Linked DNA regions of Mus musculus: all the other regions are linked to region 1. A link is a contact called in public promoter capture Hi-C data. All regions are on one chromosome and are shown on one strand. The core of a region is the stretch at or near the end of the contact, and the rest is flanking DNA. Distances in the headings are between cores, read along the strand shown.

The links. Promoter capture Hi-C pulls out the DNA fragments that hold promoters and counts their contacts.
Region 2: a promoter capture Hi-C map of pre-B cells shows a contact between it and region 1, with 4 times the contacts expected there. The contact joins the enhancer-like site here to the promoter of Gmnn in region 1. A contact is called at or near these places in 5 of 39 promoter capture datasets (cranial neural crest, hippocampal neurons, liver and 2 more) and 2 of 115 datasets of contacts at active chromatin or transcription factors (bone marrow-derived macrophages and large pre-B cells).
Region 3: a promoter capture Hi-C map of pre-B cells shows a contact between it and region 1, with 5 times the contacts expected there. The contact joins the promoter of H1f1 here to the promoter of Gmnn in region 1. A contact is called at or near these places in 12 of 39 promoter capture datasets (3T3-L1-derived adipocytes, the HPC-7 cell line, cranial neural crest and 9 more), 1 of 484 Hi-C or Micro-C datasets (embryonic stem cells), 12 of 115 datasets of contacts at active chromatin or transcription factors (T-cell acute lymphoblastic leukemia, astrocytes, bone marrow-derived macrophages and 6 more) and 3 of 9 other capture datasets (adipose tissue, macrophages and pancreatic islet).
Region 4: a promoter capture Hi-C map of pre-B cells shows a contact between it and region 1, with 3 times the contacts expected there. The contact joins the promoter of Slc17a4 here to the promoter of Gmnn in region 1. A contact is called at or near these places in 5 of 39 promoter capture datasets (cranial neural crest, frontonasal cranial neural crest, hippocampal neurons and 2 more) and 2 of 115 datasets of contacts at active chromatin or transcription factors (large pre-B cells and pancreatic cancer cells).

What each region holds. Positions count from the first base shown.
Region 1 is chr13:24,760,306-24,763,208 of GRCm38.p6, forward strand. Gmnn (geminin) reads right to left here and starts at 1,632. Exons shown (of 7, transcript NM_020567.2): 1 at 1,508-1,632.
Region 2 is chr13:23,896,988-23,900,300 of GRCm38.p6, forward strand. Slc17a4 (solute carrier family 17 (sodium phosphate), member 4) reads right to left here. Exons shown (of 12, transcript NM_177016.3): 12 at 902-1,922. The coding sequence ends at 1,788. Among named protein-coding and RNA genes, the nearest start is that of Slc17a4, 16 kb to the right of the region's middle. Within about 2 kb of position 1,419, at least 30 of the 459 cell types and tissues checked have an H3K27ac peak or open chromatin away from gene starts, as enhancers often do. A contact at or near this core is called in pre-B cells, where this site is marked.
Region 3 is chr13:23,762,145-23,765,098 of GRCm38.p6, forward strand. It overlaps H1f1 (H1.1 linker histone, cluster member), which reads left to right and starts at 1,524. Exons shown (of 1, transcript NM_030609.3): 1 at 1,524-2,268. The coding sequence starts at 1,573. The coding sequence ends at 2,214. H3c1 (H3 clustered histone 1) reads right to left here and starts at 242. Exons shown (of 1, transcript NM_013550.5): 1 at 1-242. The coding sequence starts at 209.
Region 4 is chr13:23,913,558-23,916,538 of GRCm38.p6, forward strand. It overlaps Slc17a4 (solute carrier family 17 (sodium phosphate), member 4), which reads right to left and starts at 1,450. Exons shown (of 12, transcript NM_177016.3): 1 at 1,369-1,450.

The DNA.
Region 1 (2,903 bases), core at 382-2,881:
CAAAAATCTTACTACTTTATGGTAGAACCACTATCTGTAACAATGGCACAGTGTCCTGTACAAACTACAGAGATCTCAAAAAGACCTGAGAAAAGGGCACTGGGAAAAGCCAAACAGACACTTGGGCCCATTCACCCTAAAGAACAGCATCATGCACATGACTGCAATCCTGGAACACGGTGGAGATAGGAGCCTATGGGAGCCTAGGCTACGCAGCCAAGAGCCTGTCTCAAAAACAAAAACAAAACCCAAGATCTTTTGGCTCCAACCAAGATGTCGAGCTCAGTGAGTACTGTGCATAACAAGCATGCACAAAGGCTCAGCTCAGTTCCTGGTACTGCATAACCAGACACAAGTCCATAATACCAGCAGCTGGGCAGAGAACCAGAATTCAAGGTTATAGTCAGCTACGTAGCAAACACAAGACCAAGCTGAATTTAAAAGGAGGCTAGGGGGAACGGTAAACTGTACCCCCCACCTCTTACTTACATGTAATTAAAAATTTACATTGTGCCCTGGCACTCACCCATGTATGCAAATATAAACAACTTATAGCCCAGCCAGAGTGGTGTTCTGTTATTTCCTATTCTATTTCAAGTTAATAAAACCCGATCGCCAAAAACAAAACAAAACAAAACAAAACAAAAATTGGGCAGCGGTGGCACACGCCTTTAATCCTAGCACTTGGGAGGCAGAGGCAGGCGGATTCATGAGTTCAAGGCCAGCCTGGTTTACAGAGTGAGTTCCAGGCCAGGGCTACACAGAGAAACCCTCTGTCTCGGAAAAACAAACAAACAAACAAACAAACAAACAAAAAACCCGATCGGAAACCTATTCGCAGGGGCTTTGATGTATTTCTCTTTTCTTTTTAAATGGCTAAGTGGGCAAAGCTGACCTTGAACTCCTGTACCTCCTGCCTCAACCTCCTGGGTGCAGGAGACTGAGCACTGACACCAGGCCCAGACTTGGATAACGAAGGCAGTGGGCCAAGATCCCGCTATCATTAGTGAGTCGTGAGCACAGAGACAGTGTCGGAGAACCTACTATCACCTACAGCGGCACCACTGGGAGAGCAGACGCAGGACTCAATGCCCTTGTCCCAGGAGTAGCGTTTGCTGCAGTTGGTGAGCAGGCGGGAGGGATCTACACCCAGTTCAACCCCTAGCCGTGCAATCAGCCCGGACTCCGAGGCAGCAAACTTCCCCGGGCGCGCCGGCCCCGCCCAACGCGGCGCGCGCCAGCCAATAGGAAGAGCGAACACCAGAGCGCGCCAAAACCGACCTCACCAATGGCGCAGCCCCTCGTCTCAGCTCGCCCAGCTTTGCCTTGCAGTCGGGCCGAGACTCGGGTCCCTTTCAAGTCCCCAGACTCGGGTCCCTTCAAATCGTCGCCTCCCAGGCCGGCTCCCCGTGGCTGAGAAGCAGGCCGGGCATTCGGGCCAGCCCGGCGATCCCGCGGCCGGAGTTGCACTCGCCCCGCCCTCGGTCTCCCGCGCCCTCGGACTCACAGACAGCAATGCTCAGTTCCCGGCGAGCGTGAGAGCCGCACAAGGCCCTGGCACCACACCGGATTCAACGACGCCAGAACGACCCGAACCTGCAGACTAACCCGCCGACCCGGTAGCTGACGCGCCGAAAGGCGGAGCCTCGGCATTCAGCCAATCGCCTCTCGCCGCCGCCCACCGCGCCCGTGGCTTCCGTGCGCCTGCGCACCCAGCCAAGGTGCGTGCAGTCTCTGGAAGAGGTCACCGAGGTTCCTCTTGCCTTAGGAGTGTGTGCCCTCTGACCTTGCCGTCTGACCCTCCGCTTCCGGCTCCAAGTGTCTGCCGGCGAGGACAAAAGAGACTCTCACTAGCGGCAAACACGAGAATATACATATATTTTTTCCAAGGTATTTTGTGTGTTTAGTTTTTAATATACATACATGCAAGCATGCATACCTAGATGCGCACACACTAAAGGAAGCAAATAAACAGACGAAACGTGATGACTCAAAAGTCACACTGTGACAGTCACTAGAAATAGCAAGGGCCCGCTTCAAGCTAACAAAAAAAGTTGAAGCTGAGGAATTTTAACTCTATACTTAAGACAGATGACTTTTACTGTATTTGAACTAGACCTCAATTAACTGGCAAGATGGCTCCTTGGTTGAGAGCATTTGTTCTTGCACGGGACAAACCTGGGTTTGGTTCCAAGCACCCACATGGTGGCTTACAACCATCCATAGCCCTTGTTCCAGGAGATCTGATGCCCTTCATGGACACCAAGATGAATATGCATCACACAGGCAACTTTGAAAAACCTAAACTATACCTCAGTAAATCTAAACAAAGGAGGGAGGGCTGCAATACAGGAAACCTCTATAAAGGACTTCCTGGCTGGCTATATAAATATAAGTTTAAAGCCAGCCAGGTTACATAGACAGAATGCAGTAGGGTTGCTAACACCAGAACCTGCTTTATCAGTCAATAACAATTTAGAAGGAAACAGAACTAGGGCCAAGGGAACCGCGATGGCCTAGAGGCTGAGAAAAGTCAATGTATTTGTCACCTTACTTGTTGCTGTAACAAATACCTGACCAGTGCAACTTAAGGAAGGGTTTGTCGGGGCTCACAATTTAAGCGTACAGTCCTCAGAGTCGGGAAGGTATGGCAGTGGGGGGAAGGGGGGCAGCAGGTCCCATACATGCAGGCCAAGCATTTGTACACATACAAAATGTTGCATGTTAGCCAGCACTAAATCCTGCTCAATGGGAAAATATTCTATCCATTTCCACAGAGAACCTGTATTCTATGGTCCAGCCAGTTACCACACTATCACCTCTCAGCCTCAAGTCCCCTGGCAAGTTCCAGAGGAACTGCATATGTGTTCTGCCCTCAGAATACTGGCGACTTCTCCTTTGCT
Region 2 (3,313 bases), core at 169-2,668, 860 kb before region 1:
CTTTTTCCCTTTACTTTATTAGCTTTACCTGTCAGCTTGACACAGCTTAGAGCTACCTGCAAAGGGAGTCTCAATTAAAGCATTGATCAAAGTAGATTAGCCTATAATGTGTTTTTAGCTGGTGCAAGAGAATCCAGCCCATTGTGGTCAGGACCACCCAGAAGCAGATGGTCCTGGGCTATATAAGAATCTAGTGAAATGTGAGGTTATGTCCTACTACCTCCCCCAACCCATGCAATGGACCACCACTCCTGGGATCGCACTGGAACCCCCCAAGCCAACTTTCTTATGCAGTGTGACCACTGAAAATCAGAACCTGATTATGTCCCTTCCCATTAAAATACCTCCACTGATTTCAATGTAAAGACCAACACTCTTTCTTCACTGGGTCCACAGCGCCACGTGTGTTCTTGACCTCCATACTTCTAGAACCTCTCATAGCCCACTCTGTTCTTATTCACCCGATTTTTCTCTCCTGCACCAAACCTTTCTATATGCTGCAGATTTTCCCAGAGGGTCTTCCTAGAACATCCCTAGCACCAGGCTCCTACATGAAGTGACCTTCAGATTCCAGCTCAATTGATGCTGTGTAATGGCGGCCACCCTTAAATTAGAGCATGACACTTCCTTATTTTAGTAAGATGTGCCCCTCCTTATTACATATTGCACAGCTATCACTACGCACTCCCTTGTGATACTTTTAGTAAAGTCACATATCCCCCTGTGATAATGAACTACTACAAGCTGTTCATGATTATGATGTCTGACCTGTTTCCATACACACTAATGTATCCATTAATATTCATTTAGTGTTTGAGCATTTCTCTTCTCTTTTGTTGTTCCTGTGTCACCTGTGTGGATTCTTAATGAAAAGAGACATTGGAAATGAAGTGAAGCAAGCACGGGTCTCACATACATTTTTAGGAGACATTTTACATCAAATGAGGCCTGGTGAACAATGGCTGCGATTGTAAGCATCAGAGAAACAGGCATAGGGTATCCATGATGCTGCAAAGCAGTACCTGAGGAGATCAGAGACACACAAGGCAATTCTACTCCCTAAGACTAAGACATAAGGGATTTGCACAAATCTACATACAGATGAGGGACCCAGGCTAAAGTGGTCAGAAAGAAGAAAGATGTGAATAGAACAGTGGACTCCAGAGAGTGCCTGGGTGGTTGGTGTTCTTATTGCAGAAGTGGTTTTGATCCAAAGCCAGGATCCACATACAGAAAGCTGTCTGGAATGACTAGATTCTACTACTCCTCTTGTATTAGTTGAAGAAAGTTCATTGCTTTTTGCATGATGGATTAATTTTTTTATTGCTCTTCATCCTGACTATTTTCAGTTAGACATCCTACACGCACCAAGAGCCACAGTAATTCTTTAACCTCCTCACTTGGCTACAGCTGCAGAACTTCCGGCTCACAAACATCCTGTTTTCCAGGCTGTCGGTTCTCTTTGCTGACAGCTTAGAGTTCGTGGTATCATTCTCCTGTGGTTCCAACTCGTCACTGCTGTACTTCGGGGCAAACTCTCCTCCAGTCCCATGGCAACAGGGGAAAGTATAGAGGATTTGTAGAACCTGTGATTTCAGGAGCACACAGTTCTAAATAACCAGTCTTTTCTTTCCTTTGTGAAATCTCCAGGCATGGAAAAAAATACCTTTAGTATCACACAGCCAGGGTCTCTTAAATGATCCTGAAATGAAGCCTCTTCCAGTAGGAGAGCTTTAGCTGTCCAGTGGGCACAAAAGCAAGTCTTTTTTACTCATCACTAACGTTGCTCAGAGATGGGTGAATGTCGGTTCCTTAGCCCAGTCCTGTACCTCTGCCCGGCTGAAGATGAGGTAGAAGAGCAGGCCTACTACATCAATAGCAGCTGCAAGGAAGAAGACATTTCTCCAGCCAAACTCTGAATCCTGGAGACAGGAAGCTACCTGTTAGTAATGGTGGCTTGCTTCTTGCCCCTGGCTCAGAACAGTTGTGGTTCTACACCTTGATGTTCCTTCTTCTATCTCAGCTCAGCCTTCATGGCTCCCATCTTGCTTCTGGGATAGAATGTTGCATGCCCCACACCAGGACCACATACCCCCTCTTCCCTCTGCTAAAGGCACTTCCCATCATTTGAGTCACTTTCTCACTTTTACTCTAGCACTTGTTTAATGTCACCTTTTCAAAGATTCCTCTTTGACCACACACACACACACACACACACACACACACACACAATCAGCCATGTTTCCTACTCTCTCTTTTCAGAATAATATGTCTGTAATTCACTTTAGTTTTCTGTCAATTTCTTTTTTCAATATGGATTTCATGGGGTACGACTGGGAGACTTTTGTATGTTTGTTTGCTAAAACAATTGGTTTAGTACATGCTAATATTTAATAGTTTGTTGAATGAATGAATGTACTGATCAGTCAGTCAAGTGGCAAGAGAAACAAAGCCTCTATGAGAATTACCTTTTAAACAATCCCTAGCAGTGTGCTTTCGGAGACTAGGAAGGAATGGAAGCTTCAAAAGCAAGAGGGAATTTGATTTCATTAAAACAAAAATCTTTTCTTAATCTCCTGCCTTTTCCCTGAGTTACTAACACACAGTCATGGGCAAGTTAAAAATGAGGATTTTTATAAATGTCACAGACATCCATTTCCATCTGAAATTTATATCTGTATAATTCTTAGGCAATGATCAAGTCATTGGGTTTAATTATTTATTTTTTTTTAACCTTCTCTTCTTTCAAGGATTTGTTTGTGAGACAGATTAACAACGTGACCAAACTGGCCTCACAAGTGCGGGGATTATAAACATGCACCGCCTTGCCTCGTATATTGTAACTATGTCAAGGTGTTTGTTCCCGGATGGAAGGCTTCAGACTTAGAAAGCAGCATCCCAGCACCAGGCTCCCGGAGCTTCTGCTCTGGGCAAATGGCTCATGCGTGGCAGAGCGAACACTTGGGAAGGCAGGTGTAAGCTGCAGGGAGCTTTTCACGCTGCTTCCATTCACTAAACCATTTGTACAGCCATTTCCAAAGACTTGTTAGCTTCCTAGATAGAAAAACTACTCCATCCTTGTTTGCCCAGAACATTCAAGATATATTAGCACTGAAAGCCTACCAGAAATCCTGAGACCCCCTCAGTTTGAGGTAAACTATGACGGGTGATCAGATGATACTGAAGGAGAAATGCCATAAATATTACTGGCAACTCTGGATTTTAACATGAGATGTTCATCTTGTATAAATTCACAAACTGTAAACTCGCTACACTGAGTGTTCTCTCACGCACACACCCATGGAATATGGAA
Region 3 (2,954 bases), core at 274-2,773, 1.0 Mb before region 1:
CGCTGGAACGGCAGCTTGCGGATCAGCAGCTCGGTCGACTTCTGGTAGCGCCGGATCTCGCGCAGCGCCACGGTGCCGGGACGGTAGCGGTGAGGCTTCTTCACGCCGCCGGTGGCCGGGGCGCTCTTGCGGGCGGCTTTGGTGGCTAGCTGCTTGCGCGGGGCCTTGCCGCCGGTGGACTTGCGAGCGGTCTGCTTAGTACGAGCCATAGCAAAAACTAGAAAGCAAGCTGGTGAGCACTTGGAGATGGTGAGTTCAGAACTACTATTTATAGTATGCAAAGGATAGTGATTGGATGAAAATACTGGTTATCTGTGACGTTTAAGACTCTGATTGGTTTATGTTTAAGAACTGCAGTTGAGGCTAAGGTAGTCTGCCGCGGTACTTATTTTTGTATGTGTGTGTTTTAAAGTAAATGGAATAAAATTCCAGTGACTGTTATCTTCTACAGCACATCTGCTTCCAAACACATTGCAGCTTGGACTTAGTGGCATTGAAGAATAGAGAACAATCTTGTTATCTTCATTATTGAAATGTAACAATGTGACTTCTACATTGAAGGAGAGTAGGCCAGATTCTACCTTTTGATTGGTTTACTGCCTTTCGTAAATAGCCACTAAAACAGCAGATTTAGAACTCTTCATTTGCGTGGAAAGTCTCCATTTTGTTGCAACCCACACTGTAAAGAAATGGAGAGAAACATGGGAGTAAAAGTACAGACGTCTGACTCGGGTTATTCTGAGCATTTCTTCATTAAATGGCTGTACTTGTATGGATGCTTTGAGTTCTTGCATTTGGAGCTTGAATTTTCAAAATACTTTCACGCATTTTTGGCCAGATATCACTGATACGTTCGAAAACAATTTTTTAACTATAAACTATAGAAATCGTCATACCATGTTAGGATTGCACTTTTAAATTCTTTAAAAAAAAAAATGGGCAAGACTTTCCCAGAGCTATTGTGTACTTGCATATCCTGGGAAAAGTCGTGTCCTGCCTTTTCTCTTTTTATTTGAGCCACTACTGGCTCACAATATGAAATCACTGTCGCAAGCTGACACTCCTTAAAAGAACACTAAGCCTCTTGCATAACTAAAATATAAAGTAACGATACATTGCTCCCATTACTGCCAAGAATCAATACTGAAACCCGCAGAGAAGGCCCACAAGCTGGCTTTCTGGGTTTTAATTGACTAATTTACAGCCACCTTTCACTAGTTGAGCTCCTTTTTGATAGGCATCTACCACTTTCTGATGATAAAACAGGAGAGTACAAGGAGAATCTGCTGTGGTTGAAATTCCACCTCAAGCAGCCAGCCGGAGAAGTTTTGAGGCCGCCTCCTCTACCTGCAAAAACACGAAGCTAGGTCGGTGGAATCGCAAAGGAGTTAGTTTCTGAAATCTTGCAGGCAGACAGGCGCACGGGAGGCGGGGCCTTAGGGTCCAGGGGGCGGGCGTTAGCATTCACCAATCACAGCACAGCACTGCTCTATAAATACTCCGTGCAGGGGCCTTGTCTTTCTACTTCTTTTCTTCGTCTTGGGTATAGCTGTTGTTTATTCATCAGCAACCATGTCGGAGACGGCGCCAGTCGCTCAGGCTGCTTCTACTGCCACGGAGAAACCTGCTGCTGCAAAGAAGACCAAGAAGCCGGCAAAAGCTGCCGCTCCTCGGAAGAAGCCCGCGGGACCTTCGGTGTCGGAGCTCATCGTGCAGGCAGTTTCTTCTTCCAAAGAGCGCAGTGGCGTGTCCTTGGCCGCGCTCAAGAAGTCGCTGGCTGCGGCGGGATACGATGTGGAGAAGAACAACAGCCGCATCAAACTGGGGCTGAAAAGCCTGGTGAATAAAGGCACACTGGTGCAGACCAAGGGCACCGGCGCTGCTGGCTCTTTTAAGCTGAACAAGAAGGCTGAGTCCAAGGCCATCACCACCAAGGTGTCAGTGAAGGCGAAAGCATCCGGGGCTGCTAAGAAACCTAAGAAGACTGCTGGGGCTGCAGCTAAGAAGACTGTCAAGACTCCGAAGAAGCCCAAGAAGCCTGCAGTTTCCAAGAAGACTTCCAAGAGCCCCAAGAAGCCGAAGGTGGTGAAGGCCAAGAAGGTAGCCAAAAGCCCTGCCAAGGCGAAGGCAGTGAAGCCTAAGGCTTCCAAGGCGAAAGTGACAAAGCCAAAGACCCCAGCTAAGCCCAAGAAGGCAGCGCCCAAGAAAAAGTGAACAGTTGGAGGCTTCTTCTATAAATAACCCAACGGCTCTTTTCAGAGCCACCAACATAACTCAAAGAGCCTGACACTTGTTTCACACTATAACAACTGCATTTGGGTACAAGCCTGGTGGGATTTAGGCATTATTAATTTCCCCCAGTAAACTGACAATTTGGGTCAGTCTAGTTTCTAGTTTTATTTCCCTGAGATTCTGGGAAAACAGCCTTGTTAGCCCTGGGAGGCGCTACCCTCTCCAGGTGTGGTGGATAAGCTCTCTATGGTATGGTAGTGCAATGGCCTGGGTGCCTCAACCAGATAAGGTCCTATTTTGCCAATGAGGATGAGAACTCAGGTGCTTGATCAGTAAGAGTGGGCTGCAGCAAGGGTTCACATGCAATAGAGTTTTTTTTGTTTTGTTTTTTTAGGGGGGGGGGGGGGGCCCGAGACCGGTTTCTCAGTGTAGCCCTGACTGTCCTTGAACTCACTCTAGACCAGGCTGGCCTTGAACTAAGAAATCCGCCTGCCTCTGCAGTGCTGGAATTAAAGGCGAACGCCACCACGCCCGGCTGCAATAGAGTTTTTTTAATTCAAGCCCACCAAGACTGTTCCTTACAGGAATGCTAGGTGCTTGGAGGCTTGGTTTTGTGAGGAAGTGGTTATCTCCCATGTACTGCAATGTTCACAGGCAGCTCTTGAAGCCTTTATTGATTTTTGCTAAGTAGCCACTTTTGTCCCTGCATTGATCCTCCTTCC
Region 4 (2,981 bases), core at 200-2,699, 850 kb before region 1:
TGTGCAAATGTTACCTAACACCCAGGCGTGTCGCTACTATAGCTGCAAGTGGACAGATACCGACAAGATTCCAGCTTACACCATCTGCAATTCAGAATAAAATTGACAAACAACTTAAATCCAAACCAACACTGGCAGAATGAAATGGGTCAAGCCTGAGATTGTGCTTGGAAACCTAAAACCATCTGCTGACTCTTGTTCACACCTTAGGGAGACTGGTTGGACAGAAGAGTCTCTCACTCATGGAACTGAAGACAGGATTCAGGCCAGCTTTTTCCTTTCTAGCTTTCCAGACCCTTGCAGTGACGCAATGCCTCAGAGTTCACCAGCCTCTGGCTCATTCACTGACCCAGTAAACATATGTGCAATAAATGGAAGGCTTGCTTCCGTGGCTTTCTCCAGCATGACTGGAGGTTTGCTCGCATGAGTGGCTCTGCGTCTACTTAAACAGAAGACCTTAATCTCTGGAGTTTGTCAGTTAGAGGAAGAGGGTTGGACAAGGCTGCTGAAGGGCAAAAGACATGACCACAGACAGCATGCAGGACACATGCTCCAGTGAGTCACAGAGTACAATATGATAAGAAAGAAAAACAAGAATGGCCTAGTTAGGAAGGAAGCAGAAGAGTACAGATGATAACAACTAAGGGGCTGACAGTGAGAACATACGATCTGCCTATTCTAACCACCCAGTCTGTTGGTATACCGTGGCTGTCTCTGAGCTGAGAGGGAAGTCCTCTCCCAGGAACATGACAGCAAAAGAAAAGAGCACTCTGGACCACTGCATAAAGCCATAGGGGGTTTTATTTGCTTCAGTCCCCCATTCTCCCATGAAAATTCTGTTTACTCTGGTTTTTTTGTTAATTTGACCTTTGAAGCCTATTAAAAATATTCTTTAAAACAACAGGGTGTTTTGGTTTGGTTTGGTTTGGTTTTTTTGCCTCAGTCTGTTTGGTTAGTGCTGTTTCTACAAACTAGTGTATCTCACAAAAACAAGTTAAATGCATGAGTGCTTTGTGCAATTTTCCAGCGTCAGTAACCCTAAGAAATGCAAGACCTGACCTTACGATTGGTGTTCCCTTCTAGTTGCTTCAGACAGTATTCTCTCTCCCTTTCTCCCTGTTTCCTACCTTTCCTGTCCCCACCCACCCACCGCTGGCTTTTGTCTCCCTCTTCCATGTCTGTCTTCCTCCCTCCCTCTCCTTCTGGAGTTCCTATAGACCTCGTTTGTTTTAGGAAAAAGCAGCCTCCTGTCTCACTTTTCACAACCATCTCCCAAAAGAAACCCAGTCCTGCACACCACCTATAATCTCAACAGGAAAAGGTCCGTTCCCACACCGTCAGAACCAGAGCAAGAACTGGAAAGCAAACCTGAGGAAGGCGGAGAGCCGGCTCTTGGCTGGGATCCTATCGGTTTCTCAGCTTTCTGCAGCTGTCTAACCCAGAGGAGTGAATTATTACTCAGGGCCTTTAGCTTTTATCTTACCAAATGGAGGCTTTTATTGGCTCAACCATTTAATTTTTAACTTTGTTTTATTATTTAATTGATGACCTGACCATGTTCACTCTATCTTCCTCATACTTGAAGTTCATGTGAAGTCACATACATCTTCCCAGATTCTCTGTGGGTCCTGCTACTACTCTTGCTTGCCTCATTTTTAACTTTTACATTATATGTGATTATTTATGTGTTAGAGTGTGTGTGGGTAAGTTTTCACTTATTGAGGTCAAAGGACAGCTTTCAAGACTGGGTTTTTCCCTTCCACCATGTTGATCTCAAGGTCACAATTCAAGCTATTGAGCACAATGACACTTATCTTTCCCTGCCAAGCTATCAGGTCAACCCTCTGAGCAGCTCATTAATGGCATCTTCATCATCTATGATCTCAGGAGTACAATAATCTTCATAGATAGGGTTACATCTTGTCTCTTAAGTGGCTGTTTTCCACCATATCCATGTTTAATAGAACTAATTTTACACAGAGAGCAGCTATAGGCCTACTGACCTTATAGAAGCCAGACACTTAGAGCTTAACATATTCTCAGGCCAGAGGCTTACTGCTCTAGGATTAATCTAGTGGTCTCAGCACTTGGTCCTCAGCTTCCAGCAGTGGTGCACACAACAGAGCCAGCGACATCCGGGGCTGCAGCTCTCGTACAAGCATCCAATCTTGGGACCTACGATGATAGATGTTGCGCTGTTTAGGATTCTGAGCTGTTGACAGACTCTTTTGCAGCTAATGGACCCGTGGTATCTGAGACCCTTTTGGTAGGTCTCTGGAACTCTTCCAATGACCTCATTTTCCTGTCTTCAGCTCTTCCTGGCTTTCGTGATCTCTGCCCTACCATCGCTGCTACCTTTGCTGCCTCCGCTGTGACCAGTGCTGCTGATTGATCCACGGTTGCAACTGTCACCCTTAAATCCTCTGTCCCCTCACCCTTCCTTCCTGTTACCAACTCATCCTGCTCTAAAATGATAAAGATCAAGCACAGGTGAGAATAGATCACCTGAGAGTTCTATCTTAGGCCTCAGGCTCATGCTGCTACATCAGGATGTTGTCTCTCACCAGAGTGACAAAGTGAACCAAACAACCTGTTAATGTAGCCAGAACAAGGTACAGCAAGGAGTCTGCCCTGTCCTCCAAACATTGCTTCTTCCAAATGAACCACACTTGCATCCTCCAGAGGGGCCTCTGCAAATGGAGCATTGTAGGCGCCAACCATAGATCTCTTTGTGGTCAGCAGTCTCTGGCTAGTGGGAGGCTTCTGACACAGTCTGGGAAATGTCAGGGCTATGTCTGAGCAGCTGGCAGCTGTGGCTGATATATTACCTTCTCAAGTGTTTTGTGGGGAATTCAAAATAGCAGAGCTGGCATGAAGGGAGGGTTGCTGGCTGTGGAGTAGACAGTGCTTCTACCAAGGCAACCAGAAGAATCTAAAAATTATTCATTAGGAAATCAAGTGGGCCTCAATACCTTAGCTTA